Regions from separate parts of the Zea mays genome. Here region 2 is linked to region 1. Evidence: chromatin contacts called from public Hi-C data. All regions are on one chromosome and are shown on one strand. The core of a region is the stretch at or near the end of the contact, and the rest is flanking DNA. Distances in the headings are between cores, read along the strand shown.

What was found. Hi-C and Micro-C count contacts between places; a contact is called where the count stands out from the background.
Region 2: a Hi-C map of tassel shows a contact between it and region 1, with 2.4 times the contacts expected there. The contact joins the promoter of LOC100382686 here to the promoter of LOC100282859 in region 1. A contact is called at or near these places in 3 of 25 Hi-C or Micro-C datasets (ear, leaf and tassel).

The regions. Positions count from the first base shown.
Region 1 is chr3:147,827,884-147,834,959 of Zm-B73-REFERENCE-NAM-5.0, reverse strand. LOC100282859 reads left to right here and starts at 4,197. Exons shown (of 7, transcript NM_001155765.2): 1 at 4,197-4,475; 2 at 5,258-5,405; 3 at 5,503-5,556; 4 at 5,799-5,890; 5 at 6,281-6,507; 6 at 7,050-7,076. The coding sequence starts at 4,291.
Region 2 is chr3:148,314,309-148,321,112 of Zm-B73-REFERENCE-NAM-5.0, reverse strand. It overlaps LOC100382686 (putative thioredoxin superfamily protein), which reads left to right and starts at 5,221. Exons shown (of 4, transcript NM_001175410.1): 1 at 5,221-5,455; 2 at 6,167-6,255. The coding sequence starts at 5,285. It overlaps LOC100273880, which reads right to left and starts at 4,965. Exons shown (of 7, transcript NM_001148274.1): 1 at 4,797-4,965. The coding sequence starts at 4,850.

The DNA of each region.
Region 1 (7,076 bases), core at 2,948-5,447:
CGACGCCAGATTAAAAGAAAATCTTTGCAAAGACACCTCTGGGTGCAAAGACGCCTAAGGGCGCAGCCAGATTAAAATAAAATCTTGGCGAAGACACCTTCGGGCACACAAGACGCCTAATGGTGAATTAAATCTTGGCAAAGACACCTATGATGCAAAGACGTCTAAGGGCACAGCCAGATTAAAATAAAATCTTGGTGAATACACCTCCGGGCACACAAGACGCCTAAGGACGACACCAAATTAAATTAAAATCTTGGCAAAGACACCTCCGGGGGCAAAGACGCCTAAGGGCGAAGCCAAATTAAAATAAAATCTTGGCGAAGACAACTTCGGGTGCCAAAAACATCGAAGGGTGACGCAAGACTGAAATAAAAATCTAGGCGAATACACCTAAAATGCGATAAAACACCAGAGGGTATAGAAACCCATACAATAATAGTAAAACCATCCAAGGTCTGGCATTTGCCCCAAATCAACAAAGGGGGAGAGGGAAGCGTTTCACACTAATTCTCGCCGAACAAAGACAATGGCCAACAAAACACAACTAGCACAGAAGCGCATCACAATCACCAAATCCACAATGATAGTGAAGTCATTATTACATTGTTGCTTGCTCTAGCCCCTAGGCAAAATCCTTGGCACCTTGCAATACTTTTAGGAACTGGAGACTTCGCTCACCTGACTTTGAAATAAACCTATTTAAGGCTGCAATGCGGCCTGTCAGCTTCTAGACTTCTTTCACTATTTTTGGTGAATGCATTTCTGCTATGGCCTTGATTTTATCGGGGTTCGCTTCAATGCCCTTTCATGACACTGGGTACCCCAAGACCTTTCCCCTTTGGATGCCGAAGACACACTTTTCTGGGTCCAACCGAAGTCTGGCCTCTCTCATGTTAGCGAAGGTCTCCACCAAATCTGCCAGGTGGTCTGCTTTGCTTTTGCTCGTGACAATGATGTCATCAACATATATGAATATATTTTGGTCGACCTGGTCTTTAAGTATGGACTGAGTAAGCCTAGAGAAAGTGGACCCAGCATTCTTGAGGCCTTCGGGCATTCTCACGAAACAATAAGTGTCGAAGGGGGTGATGAAACTGGCGTTCGCCTTGTCCTATTCGCTGAGAAATATTTTGTGGTAACCAGAAAATAGTTAAGGAGGGACATGACCTGGCAACCTACTGTAGAACCGACAATTTTGTCGATGGGGGGAAGCGAGAACCCGTCTTTAGGGCAGGCTTTGTTTGAGCTTGTGAAGTCGATGCACATGCTCCATTTGCCATTTTTTATTTTTGACCATGACAACATTTGCAAGTCAAGTGGGGTAGTCGATTGGTTCAATGAATTTTGCATCTAAGAGCCGCTGAACATCGGCCTTGGTTGCCTTCATCTTCTCATCTAACATTTTGCGGAGTCGTTGTTTCTTAGGCTGGGCGGAGGGGTTGATATGCACTATGTGCTCAATAATGCTCCAACTTACTCCGACTAGGTCAGATGACAACCAGGTGACGACATCATTATTTCTGCTTAGGCAGTCGAGCAAGCTAGCCTCCTTCTACAGGGCTAGGCCTTCACCAATTAACATAGTGTGGTTGGGGATCACGATATCGAGGGGTAATTTCTTGGCCCTTTGTCACTTCGGATGGGGTTATGGTGTTTGTCAGTCTTGGCTGGCGGTTCTTGAGTATGGGTCAGCGTACTAGCGCCCAAACAATGAACATTTCGCTGATCGGGGACGAAGTCCCTTTCTATGTTGCAGGCTTTCTCCTGATCTCTGAGGACTGTTATGACTCCACCGAGACCTAGGATCTTCATGCACAAGTATAATTCATGAATTGTTGTTTCGAAGGCGTTGATGGCCCCCTGCCTAAGATTGCATTGTATGGATACACCACACGTCAATGACACCGAAGGTGATCTGCCCGGTCTGTGCATTTGGGACAGTACTGAAGGACAGTGGTAGAATAATTTTCTCGAGGGGTGAATTGGTCTTGCCTCCGAATCCAAACATGGGATAATTTGTAGGTTGTAGCTGATTTGGATTTATGCCCATCCTCTCGAAGGCGTGGAGGAATGTGATGTCGGTCTGACTGCCGTTATCGACGAGGGCCTTGCAAATTTCCCATCCTGTCATGTTGCAGCTGATGACAATGGCATCGGTGTGTGGGGCATTGAGGAGGCTGGCATCGCTCGTTTCAAAAAGGGGGATATGCAACCACTTGGTCTAGACGACTGCCCCGTTGGCAGCGACATGGTTGACACTTCGATAGTACTCTCTTCTTTGTCTTTTCGTGTCGAAGTCTATATTGGAGCTTCCGTTAATTACATTTATTATGTCATGGACCAGTAGCTGAGGGTAGCACTCTTCTTCCTTTGGTGGGGAGGGGGTAACTGTCTTTGGTGGTTTGGATGCGGAGGGGGGTGGTAGTTGTAGCCTTTCTAGGTGTGATGGCAGTGGTTGGTAATTTGGTTGGTACTGTTGGTAATGGTTGTATGCTTCTTGCTGAGAGTGTTGGAATTGTGGTTGGAATATGTGGGCTATGGCCTTCGCTGGCTGCTCTGGGAGATCCCTTTTTCCATGCGCGTCAGTCTCTGGTTGAGTGACTAGTCAAGAAAAATGCAGTAGGGCTTGTACTTGCGAGGTGGACCACATCCAAGTCCCCTGCTCCTGGGTGGTCTATCACCTCTTGATGACTAGTAATTTTGGTCATAATTGTGATGGGTGTGTTCGAGCTGTTGAATATTGTGGATTTGGGTTTGCGATAAAGGACGTTCGCGACCATGTTTTGGAGCTTCCTGGGTATGAAGGGTCCCTTGGTTTACGCTGTGCCTCAACCTTGTGGGTGTGAAGGGTCCCTTGGCTTACGGTGTGCCTCAACCTTGCATATGCGAAGGCTCTTGAGTAATAGTTGTTTCTCGGTGTGGATACCGAGGTCCATGCCATCCTGGAGGTCTTTATCATTGTCTTTCGGAGGCATTCCAAATGGTTGGTGCTGGTGGCCTACTGCGGTGTTAAAACCTGGGGAGCGAAGGAAAGTTCCTTGTCAGATTCGGCCAAACTTTAGCTTTGTAGGGTAGACTTTTTGGGTTTGGGAGGGGGTCTCCACAGTTTTCTGAACTAGTGGTGTGGACCTCGCCTTCTTGTTCGGTGGAGGTGGTTATTTGTTTTTGTTTTATGGCATGGCCCTCGGCATGTGAATCGTTGGTGGCCTTCGGGTTTTGTGGTAGGGGTTGGTCAGTAGCGAGGGTAAGCTTGCCCTTCTTGACGGTGAGGGCTGCTCTGGCTCGTTCAATGGTGAGCTAGACCGAGTGGTCTTTTTGGGAGGCATTGTGGGAATAGTCTTCGTCACATGAACGATGGGCGTCAAATGTTGGGCACTGACACACACAACACTCTGTCAGGTGGACCCAAACACTCAAAGATGGTGGGATAGAGCTCATGTGCACGACAAGACAAATGACAGGAAATTGTAGCTTCTTGTTATGCGTGTCCTATCCCGCTACAGAACAGGATATTTATAGGCACGTACAGGGGTAGGTGGTCCAAAGTTGGGTCCTACCCTCGGCTACCAACTATATCCAAGAAATATTCCATGTAATTGGTTAATTACAGCACCGCATGCGCTGCGGTCGGTGCACACCAAATATAACCGCCAACTACGCTGATAGGTGGGCCCATCGATGTGCCATCTGGTTAACACAACGGGCCGACGTGTAGCTTCTGCCACCTTTGGAGTATTCACAATGCGGAATCCTTCGCTGCACTTGGACGAATGAGTGGAGTTGAAGGCCCTAAGGTGACGTAGCGACGAAGGCCTTGGTTGCTGACAACCGTCACGAGGCCTTTGTTGTTGTTGTTTCTTGCTATGAACGACCGCTGGGTCGAAGGTCCCTTTGGCTATAGATCTATGTAATTAGCCAACATGAAAGAAAGGTTAAAGCTTTGCTATATGATCAAGTTTGTGTTTGGTCTCCGAACAACAACTGTGTTCAAAAGATCAGATATATAACCGTACAAAACATATTTTTACATTATAAATAACACTATTTATAGAGTAGAGTTTAAAATAAGAGATACAAAGATAAGAGGTGAAAGCTGCTCGAAATAGTGCTGCCCAGCTGCAACTCACATTTCGGGCCCATTTAACCCGAGTCCTTATCCTTTAAAATGGAGAAAAAATATCTCCCCTCCTTCCTGATCATCCTCTCAGTCCTTGCTTGTCCTCCCATCCCGGAGATCGACGGCTGCTTGCCGCACTCGCTCCAGCGGCCAGCCGGCCACAGGCAACTATGGCCGCCTCTGCCGCCGCCGCGGGGCCTGCTACCTTTCTCCCGCGCCTCCCCTCGCCACGGTCTCCGTCTCCTATGCTCCCTCCTCTCGGACGGAGAGCCCATCCCGTCGCCGCTCCGCTCTGTCTCTCCGCCAAGCGCCGCGCCTGCGCCGCCATGGGCTCCAGCTCCTCCTCCAACTCAGGGTACGCAGCTTTACATTCCGCGGGAAACCCGCGCCGTTTTTTTGGCGCGACACCTTCACGTGCTCGATGTGATAGCAGACGTATTATATATTGTGCCGTGGGTGACGCGTGTGTGGTATGGTGATTTTGTTGGGCTGTTATACGAGGTGCGTTGTAGTTGATTGTACTAGTTCCCAAGATGTCTGTTTCCCTCAGGCGCTATAGATCATTGACTGCTAATTGAAAAGTTGAAGAGGAGGCTAGCATAACAAGGGCATCTACCTTTTATCATAGAGAAAATTCTTCGTATGTCCAATATCTGATTTGACATCATAAATGTATTAATCACTTCTATATCACTCGGATGCATGTCACTGCCAGTGACGTGGCATAGAAGGGTAAGAAAATTGTATGTTATAATCTCTTCTATATCATTGACGATGGTATAAAAAAAAATAAGAAATTGCATCCGAGTGGCATATAAGTAATTAGAGTATATATAGTGGCAAATAAGGTACTAAGCAAAATTACAGTGATATATAGGAAATTGTCCCTTTATTATAAGACTATAACCATCATTGTGTGAAATGAACAGCAATAAAACGTTATACATATGCATGTTAGAGGTACTCAAGTGCAACATTGTGGCTGGATCATTTCTGTGTAATCAGCAACTTTCCTATCACGAGTTTCTTCGTTTATGGAGCCACTTTTGTACTACTTACTTCCTTTCCATGTTGAAGCCTCGATGTAATTCTGGATTAGATTTTGTCATTCAAACTCATGCTTGTTTCGTTTTTCAGAAATCAAACGTCACTGATGCTGCCGTTCAGCTTTACATTCGATGAAGATTCTTCTAGTTCCAGAAGGCTATATAGATGGAAAAGGGTATTGCTCAAAGTAAGTGGGGAAGCTCTTGCCGGGAATCACACAGAAAACATCGACCCAAAGGTTAATCTTCTTTTGGTGGAGCATCTTTAAACACTGACAGCAGACGATTTATATGAGTGGGTCATGGAAATTGATGTGAACATGTGCTCTATTGCAGATTACAATGGCTATTGCAAGAGAAGTTGCTTCTGTCACCAAACTAGGTGTAGAGGTGCCCTCCTGTCTTTTATTTCATTATTGATTACATCTTGTATTACTTGGTTCAAGGTTTAGAATTGATGAAGTAAAGAGTGCTAGTACATCTTTTTAATAGTAGGCATTATCTCAATGGCTCAATTCTGTTGCATTCCTATCAAGTGCTTTTGGATGTGTATTTGTGTGTGTGTGATTTACCTTTTGTTTTCTCTAAAGCAATCGCATGATGTGCATTAAAAAATGTGAGAGCCCTTGCAGGTTGCTATTGTTGTTGGCGGTGGCAATATCTTCCGTGGGGCCTCTTGGGCTGGATGTAGTGGGCTTGACCGCTCATCTGCGGATTACATCGGGTAAGATGTTCAATGCCCTTATTCTATGCTCAGCTGTTAAGTAGATTTAAAAAGGAGTTGAATGCAATAAAGTATGATATAGCTAAGCCAAATAATGAAACAAAAAGTGAGCCTAATATCAACACATTTATTCATGCCTAATGTTCAAGCTGCTTGTAAATTTTCTGGAGTATTCCATCAAAATAGTTCACTGAGTGGAAAGGGCAAATAGTTTTAAGGAACCTGCCATTTCATCAAAGCTCCAAGCCACTTGTAGTTTATTAGTTATTATCTTCCTGTAACATTTTGTGACTCTACTGTTCATTCTGGAAGGCATTCTTGTGATAACCAGTTGTATAGTTTTGGTACTATTAAAACAACAGTACATCTTATTATGCTTTCCTAATTCAGCATGCTGGCCACTGTGATGAATGCTATATTTCTTCAAGCGACGATGGAGAGCATCGGAATACCGACCCGTGTCCAGACTGCCTTCCGTATGTCAGAAGTTGCAGAACCATACATACGCCGAAGAGCTGTCAGACATTTAGAGAAAGGAAGAGTTGTCATATTTGCTGCTGGAACAGGGAACCCATTCTTCACGACTGATACAGCTGCTGCTCTCCGTTGTGCCGAAAGTGAGTCCATCTTCTACTCTTCACTGATGAACTATTGTGATTAAAAAGATCTTGATAAACATGCTTGCAGGAATGTCTATTCATTCACTTTTAAAAATAGTTGCTTAAGCAGTAGTTATTGTACTATAGTTTGCTGGTCATTTGACTAACTAGGACTCTCTCTTGGCAACACTTTATGCTATCTATGTACTTGTTACCTTGTTCTTTTAGTTGTATGATGATATATTGAGAACATTTTGGTGCAGATTAAGTGAAATATATAAGCTGTGGATTGAATAGTTGATTTCCTGCCACAGTTCTGCAACTTGCACAAAATTTGTGTTGGGATGTGTTTTCACTGACTCTGTTTACTACATATTTACACAAGCAGTCATTTAGTCACAAGGTGCTGTGTGCCTATGGAATCATGCTATCATCGTGTGGGCTTGAACTTAGCTTTCCTAGACTAGTCCTCGGATGAACAACCCTGTTTCGTTGGTTTTTCTTTTTGCTTAGTTTATTGTGCCATTGACCTTTTTTATGCGCTATTATTATGTGAGCAGTCAATGCAGAGGTAGTGCTGAAAGCAA
Region 2 (6,804 bases), core at 3,972-6,471, 490 kb before region 1:
ACCGCTGAGGCCGAGTATGTTGCCGCAGGACAGTGTTGCGCGCAACTACTTTGGATGAGGCAAACCCTCAGGGACTTTGGCTACAATCTGAGCAAAGTCCCACTCCTATGTGATAATGAGAGTGCTATCCGCATGGCGGAAAATCCGGTTGAGCACAGCCGCACAAAGCACATAGACATCCGGCATAACTTTTTGAGAGACCACCAGCAAAAGGGAGATATCGAAGTGTTTCATGTTAGCACCGAGAACCAGCTAGCCGATATCTTTACCAAGCCTCTAGATGAGAAGACCTTTTGCAGGCTGCGTAGTGAGCTAAATGTCTTAGATTCGCGGAACTTGGATTGAATTGTAGCATACATGTGTTTATGCCTTTGATCATGTTCATTCTGCATTTTGTTGCTTATTGTGGTGCTCGAGTTGTACAAACACTCCTTGGACCTCACAAGTCCGTTGCAAAGTGATGCACATGTTTAGGGGGAGATGTGTTACAACTTGACCCTTTGAGACTAACCATATGCTTGAGTTTGCTTGATTTAGTCTCGAAGGAGAATTGAAAGGGAAAAGGTGGACTTGGACCATGAAAGACTTCCACTGCACTCCGATGAGAGGGTAACTTATTCCAAGTCCATCTCATGAACTCTTATTGCCATTTGCTCTTATTGAAGATTTTGGTAAGGCAATGGGGTTAAAGGGCCAAGATTAATCCCGTTTTGGTGTTTGATGCCAAAGGGAGAGAAAATAAAGGCCAAAGCAATAAATGGATCAGCTACCACTTGAGAAATTTAAAAATAGTAGAGTAGAGCTTTTTGTTTTGTCAAAACTCTTGCATTGTCTCTTTTGTCAAAAGTTGGCTTCTTGTGGGGAGAAGTGTTGATTATGGGAAATAGGGGGAGTTTTTGAAATCTTTGATCAATCTCTTTTGGAATGACTCTCTTTATGCTTCAACATGTGTGTTTGACTTAGAGATAGAGATTTGAGTTTGATTTGCAAAAACAAACCAAGTGGTGGCAAAGGATGATCCATATATGCCAAAATTGAATAAAACTCAAATTTATTTTATTTTGAAGTGATTTTGCACTTGTTCTAGTTGCTTTATGTTGTGTTGGCATAAATCACCAAAAAGGGGGAGATTGAAAGGGAAATGTGCCCTTGGGCCATTTCTAAGTATTTTGGTGATTGAATGCAAACACAAGTGCTTACATGTGAATTTATGCCCATGGATGGACAAAGTGCAAATCACAAGTAAAGGTATGTTTCTAAGCCTTAGTACATTGGTTTTGTGTACTAATATACTTTGTCTAAGTGTTAGAAACAGAGAGAAGAAGAAAAGGAGAATGTTGGCTGTGTACAGCCAACAGGCTGTTTCGGTCTGGGGCACCGGACTGTCCGGTGGTGCACAGGACAGTGTCCGGTGCGCCAGGCTGCCTCGACCTGAAGACGCCGCTCTCGGGAATTTGCCGACGGCGTACGGCTATAATTCACCGGACTGTCCGGTGTGCACCGGACTGTCCGGTGAGCCAACGGTCGGCTAGGCCAACGGTCGGCCGCGCGATCTGCGCGAGACACGTGGCCGAGCCAACGGTCGGAAGGGGGCACCGGACTGTCCGGTGTGCACCGGACATGTCCGGTGCGCCAACGGCTCCCAGATCTGCAACGGTCTGCAACGGTCGACTGCGCTGTTTATGGAAATAAATCGGGCACCGGACAGTGTCCGGTGTGCACCGGACTGTCTGGTGTGCCAGACGACAGAAGGCAAGGATGGCCTTCCAGATTTGTTCTCAACGGCTCCTAGCTGCCTTGGGGCTATAAAAGGGACCCCTAGGCGCATGGAGGAGCACACCAAGCATTCCTACAACATTCCTAAGCACCAAGACATCGATCTCGCGCATTCGTTTCATTGTGATAGCATATAGAGCTCTTGTGGAGTTGTGAACTCTTTGAGTTGTGTTGCGAGCTCTTGTTGCTGCTTGTGTGCGTGTTGCTCTGATCTTTTGAAGTCTTGTGTGCGTTGCTCATTCCCTCCCTTACTCCGTATTTCTTTGTGAATCTCAAGTGTAAGGGCGAGAGACTCCAAGTTGTGGAGATTCCTCGCAAACGGGATATTGAAAGGCAAAACAAAACACCGTGGTATTCAAGTTGGTCTTTGGACCGCTTGAGAGGGGTTGATTGCAACCCTCGTCCGTTGGGACGCCACAACGTGGAGTAGGCAAGCGTTGGTCTTGGCCGAACCACGGGATAAACCACTGTGTCCTCTCTGTGTTTGATCTCTTGTGGTATTGTGTTTTGTTGAGACTCTTCTCTAGCCACTTGGCAATAATTGTGCTAACACTTAACAAGTTTTTGTGGCTATAAGTTTAAGTTTTACAGGATCACCTATTCACCCCCCCTCTAGGTGCTCTCAGTTACCAGATCAAGTAAAGGCCTAAGCCTCTAATGTAAGAGTTTAGTGATACAGGTGTATCAAGTACTAGCGTCCTTGTCCCCATTGACCTATGTTTATACACAAAAAACTGAGTTCATACTAAAAAATGTAGACTTTTCAAGAGCATGAATATCCCTAGCTGGTAGTTGCATATTGGCCACTCCAGCATCTCTATGTCCCGATTCTTTCTATATATTAAACGAGGGAGCAAAGGTCGCACCTCGACCTCGCAATGTTCACATCGTCTCCTCCTCTGGCCGCCCGATCTAATTCCGACGGTGAAAATGTTTCATTTCTTTCGTTCTGCATCTGCCGTCGCCGTATGAGCGGTTTGATATTATCGCTTACTTGATTATTCTAGAACAGGGCGGCATATCCTCTGCACCGCAATGAAAAAGGCGCCATTTCGATTCACCAAGTGATAGAGCAACGCGAGCGCCCGGCTGTGTGGGCAAGATAGCGGCGATGTGACGGGTGAAGCGTGGGTGGCTGCTGGCTGGGGCCTAGGCACGATACGACAGGGGCCTCCACGCTCGATGATAGGGGCTTGGATGTGCGCAACTGCGCCGTGCCGGATGGCTGCCTAGCCAGCTGGGACACGAGCAGCTGGGCGTCTACCGGTGGGAGCGCTCCGTGCTGGGCGGCTACTGGCCGGGGCAGAAGCTGCAGAGCATTGCGTGGCTATGCAGGATTGAGGTGGTCAAGCTATGCATGATATGGAGGATTCAAGCCGCGGGGTGCCGGGCGACTATGCAGGGTCTCGAAACTATGCAGGATTCAGGTGGCTCTGTGTCGCACTGCTCAGCGACCCGAAGGAGTTGTTGCCGGCCGCGACAGACCACAGCGATGGCGGCAGTATCCCTGGCGCGCAGAGCAGCGACCTCGACCGCGCGTTGCTGCTATTCCCCCTCACATTCCCCTCCCCGCTCCCCCTGTGAGCCATATCCTTCTTTTACCAATTTGCAGCGTTCTTTGTCACCAATATTCAGAATAATGTTGGATTTAGATATATTGGATAGAAGAAGTGGATCATGCTTCTGAAAACAAACAGTGTCAGTAATTAGTCATTTTCAGAATGTATTGGGTGAATTGATCTAATCTTTTTGCCCTCATGTTATAGGAAAACAGTGGATTTCTCAACTGGTGCCTGGTGGTGGGAAATAGAGCGAAGAGCCCAAGCATCTTTGGGACAGCAATCACATAATTGACATTGTTTTTTCAGTTTACGCTAAAACTAGACTGATCAAGAAGGTGGCCCAGTTGTCAAAATGCATTTTTTTAATAAATGAAGATTTTATTCATAGTTCCAAGTACATTACATCGAGGTGATATAAGCCCTTGAAACGTCTTCCAGCCTCTGCTTAAACAGCACACAGGTTAAAACAACAAAAATATGATAACCCACACACTCTAATGGCTGTCAAAATGCATAGACAGAAGATGCCAAACTCTGGGTGGGCTGCATTTGATCGCAAGCAGCAGTGCAGATGACACTGGGTATGAAGGTCATGCTGATTCATTTCCGACGCTCTCAAATTCTGGAGTCCCTAATCTTGCTAGCAGCTCTATTACATAAAAAAGAATGGGCTGAAACCAAAGCCTTTTGCTTTAGTGGTTTGCCCTTCTGTTGATTCTGAAGCTGTTAGTAATGGATGTGGAAATAAGAATTCTACTAATCATGTCGATAATGGGAATCACAGTGCAATCTCTACATCTGTTAATAAAGTTATGCTCTTGAAAAAACGGCTATGTGGTGGGAAAGACAGTGCTGCTTGCCTATTGTCTAGGCACCACCTAGGATCTTTTTTTGAAACAGAGTGCTTATCGCATAGACCTAGATAATATATTAACAGGGTTCTCTTTCCATTTTCATTCGGTCCATTTTCATTAGGACCTTCTAATTTAGAAGCGTATGTCTCTGCACAATTAAATTTGGGTGCGGTATCTTGAGGCAATAGAAGGGCTTAACTGGGGTTAAAGCAGTTGTCAGTACTATTTTTTGATGGCCCAGTTGAATATGGAAAAACTGATTTGGAGACCAAATCCCAACTACACAAGACTTTTGAATGTTTCACTGAACATAACTTTTATTTTAACCTTACAGTTCGGCCTATAGAGTTCTAAGTTTCTTTTGCTTCACAACCAGGCTTATTTCGATAGCTTTTTTATTGCTAAATCTAAATGATTTCTACGCGCAGGACGCGCGCAATTTACTAGTTTGGTACAATTTGCGAACACGGTGAGATTAGACAACAACGCTCGAGTTTCCAATCTCTACCGGTGCAGAACGACGGCTCGATGATGGTAGGAAAGGTTGGCAATCACAACACGAATAAGAGAGTAATAAAGAGAGCGAGAGGGAAGTACGCATTACCGACTCCTGGATCTCCTCCCGGACGATGTAGAACGGATCCTGCGCCGAGCTCATGGCCTCTCCGACGAACGGATTGCCAGGCCTGGGCGCCTGGATTTTCCTCCCCTCGAATCCCTAGCAATATTTTGGGGGCAGGGGATTTGCTTGGTGCGGAGTCGCGGACTCGCGGTGCAGACGAGAGAGGAGAGATCCAGATCCCACTTCCACTGGTTCCTTCCTTGTTTCGTCTCGGTGACACTGCCACCAGGGTCCCACCTGCTTTCCGCGGCCGCGCTCGTGGACTCGGTGCACAGAGCATCCTCGGCCCACGTGGCGCGTCGGGCCCATCACGCAGTGACTTTAAGTCGTCGCTCTCTCCACCCTTCTTTCTCCGCTGCATCGGGAAAAGGGGAGCGAGAGGCGAAGCAGATAAGGAAGCCAGCCGGCAAGGGGAGCCACTCCGGCGTCGAGAAACCTAGGGCGAGCGCCTCGACGACTCCTATCACCCCATGGCGGCCTTCGCTACGGGCAGCACCACAGCGCGCGCGACGCTGGCATCGCCGACTTCGTGCCAGCCGGCCGCGCGCCGGGCGCCGGCCCGATGGATGCCGCTGCGCTGCTCGCCGCCGGCCCTGGGCCTCAGGGGAGGAGCGCGTTCTCGGCGGAGCGCCACGCTACGGGTGAATCCTTGCTGACCTGTACTCTCTGATTCGCGTTGCCTTTCAAGTGGCAGCTAATTGAAATTAGAATGGAGTATGTGAGAATATCGTGGAATTGTTTCTTTATAAACTACAGTAGAATGTGTCATAGGAACTCATCTCCGAATTAATGGCAGATATTGACAATTTAGGTCCACTGGCTGCTGTCCAGATGCTTGAACTATGTCCTGTACTCGTCGTTGCACTTGCCGGAGTTTGCAGCTACTATGAGCCATCCAATTTTAGTTCTGCTGCTGTATCAAAATTTCTGTTCCTAGTCCAGGACATCTGGGCTCAAAGACAATAAACTAGTATGAACTTGGTGTATCTTGGATGCATCCAACTTTTTTGAAAAATGGCCCCTTATCTTTTTAGGTTGTCAACCTTATGTAGGTGAAAAAAATTATGGCATGTAATAGCTTTGAAGATGTTTTCATTTTAATACTTATCATGTTACTTTCCAGTTTTCTGAAAATGTAGTTTTGTTTTTCATCCATTGAGTAGCTCTAGAAGTGAGCAAGTGACAACTGTTACTATACACAGCTTTTTTGTGTGCGCTTATAGTCCTATAACTGTTTTCTTACATGTATCCTTTTCCATTAGGGCTGTATATATCGTCCTTACACTTTAAAAACTTGTGGATTTCTACTATTTTTTCGACATTTTATCTGTATTTAATTTTTGGATGGATAGGTGGAAGCTAAGAAGCAAACTTTTTCTTCATTTGATGAGTTGCTGGAGAAGTCTGAGAAGCCATTGTTAGTTGACTTCTATGCAACTTGGTAAGTTACTTACTGGAAGTAATGAAAGTGGCGATGACAGGTGTCATGCTGAGCTAGTTCAGTACTCTCTACTAGATATAAGTTCTCTCCATTATTGTTGTGTTTTTAGGTCTTTGGTGTGTTTCATGTTCTTTCCATTATGCCAATGTGCTACCAAACATTTGGGAGGTGAAAATTGCACTTTGACTGGCATTATGTTCATCATCTGTGTAAATGCATGCATAATATCCACCACTACGAAAAGGCCTCTAGCGTAATGGTTAAGCCTTCCGAGTAAGACCTCCAGGTCCCGGGTTCGATCCCCTTGTGGGCGAATTTCGGGCTTGGTTAAAAAAATCCCCTCGCTGTGTCCCGCCATCCCGGGTTACGTCCACCCTTCGTCTGGGCCGTTGCAGAGTGGGGGGTGACGGCCCGCTAGTGAAGGGGGGCCAGGGTTTGGGGATTTTTTCGTCTTGGACCATGTTTCAGTCTCTTTTTAATATAATACCGGGAAGACTGTCTTTCCCTTCCCGTCCGAGTTTTTTTTTAATATCCACCACCTCCTACCCT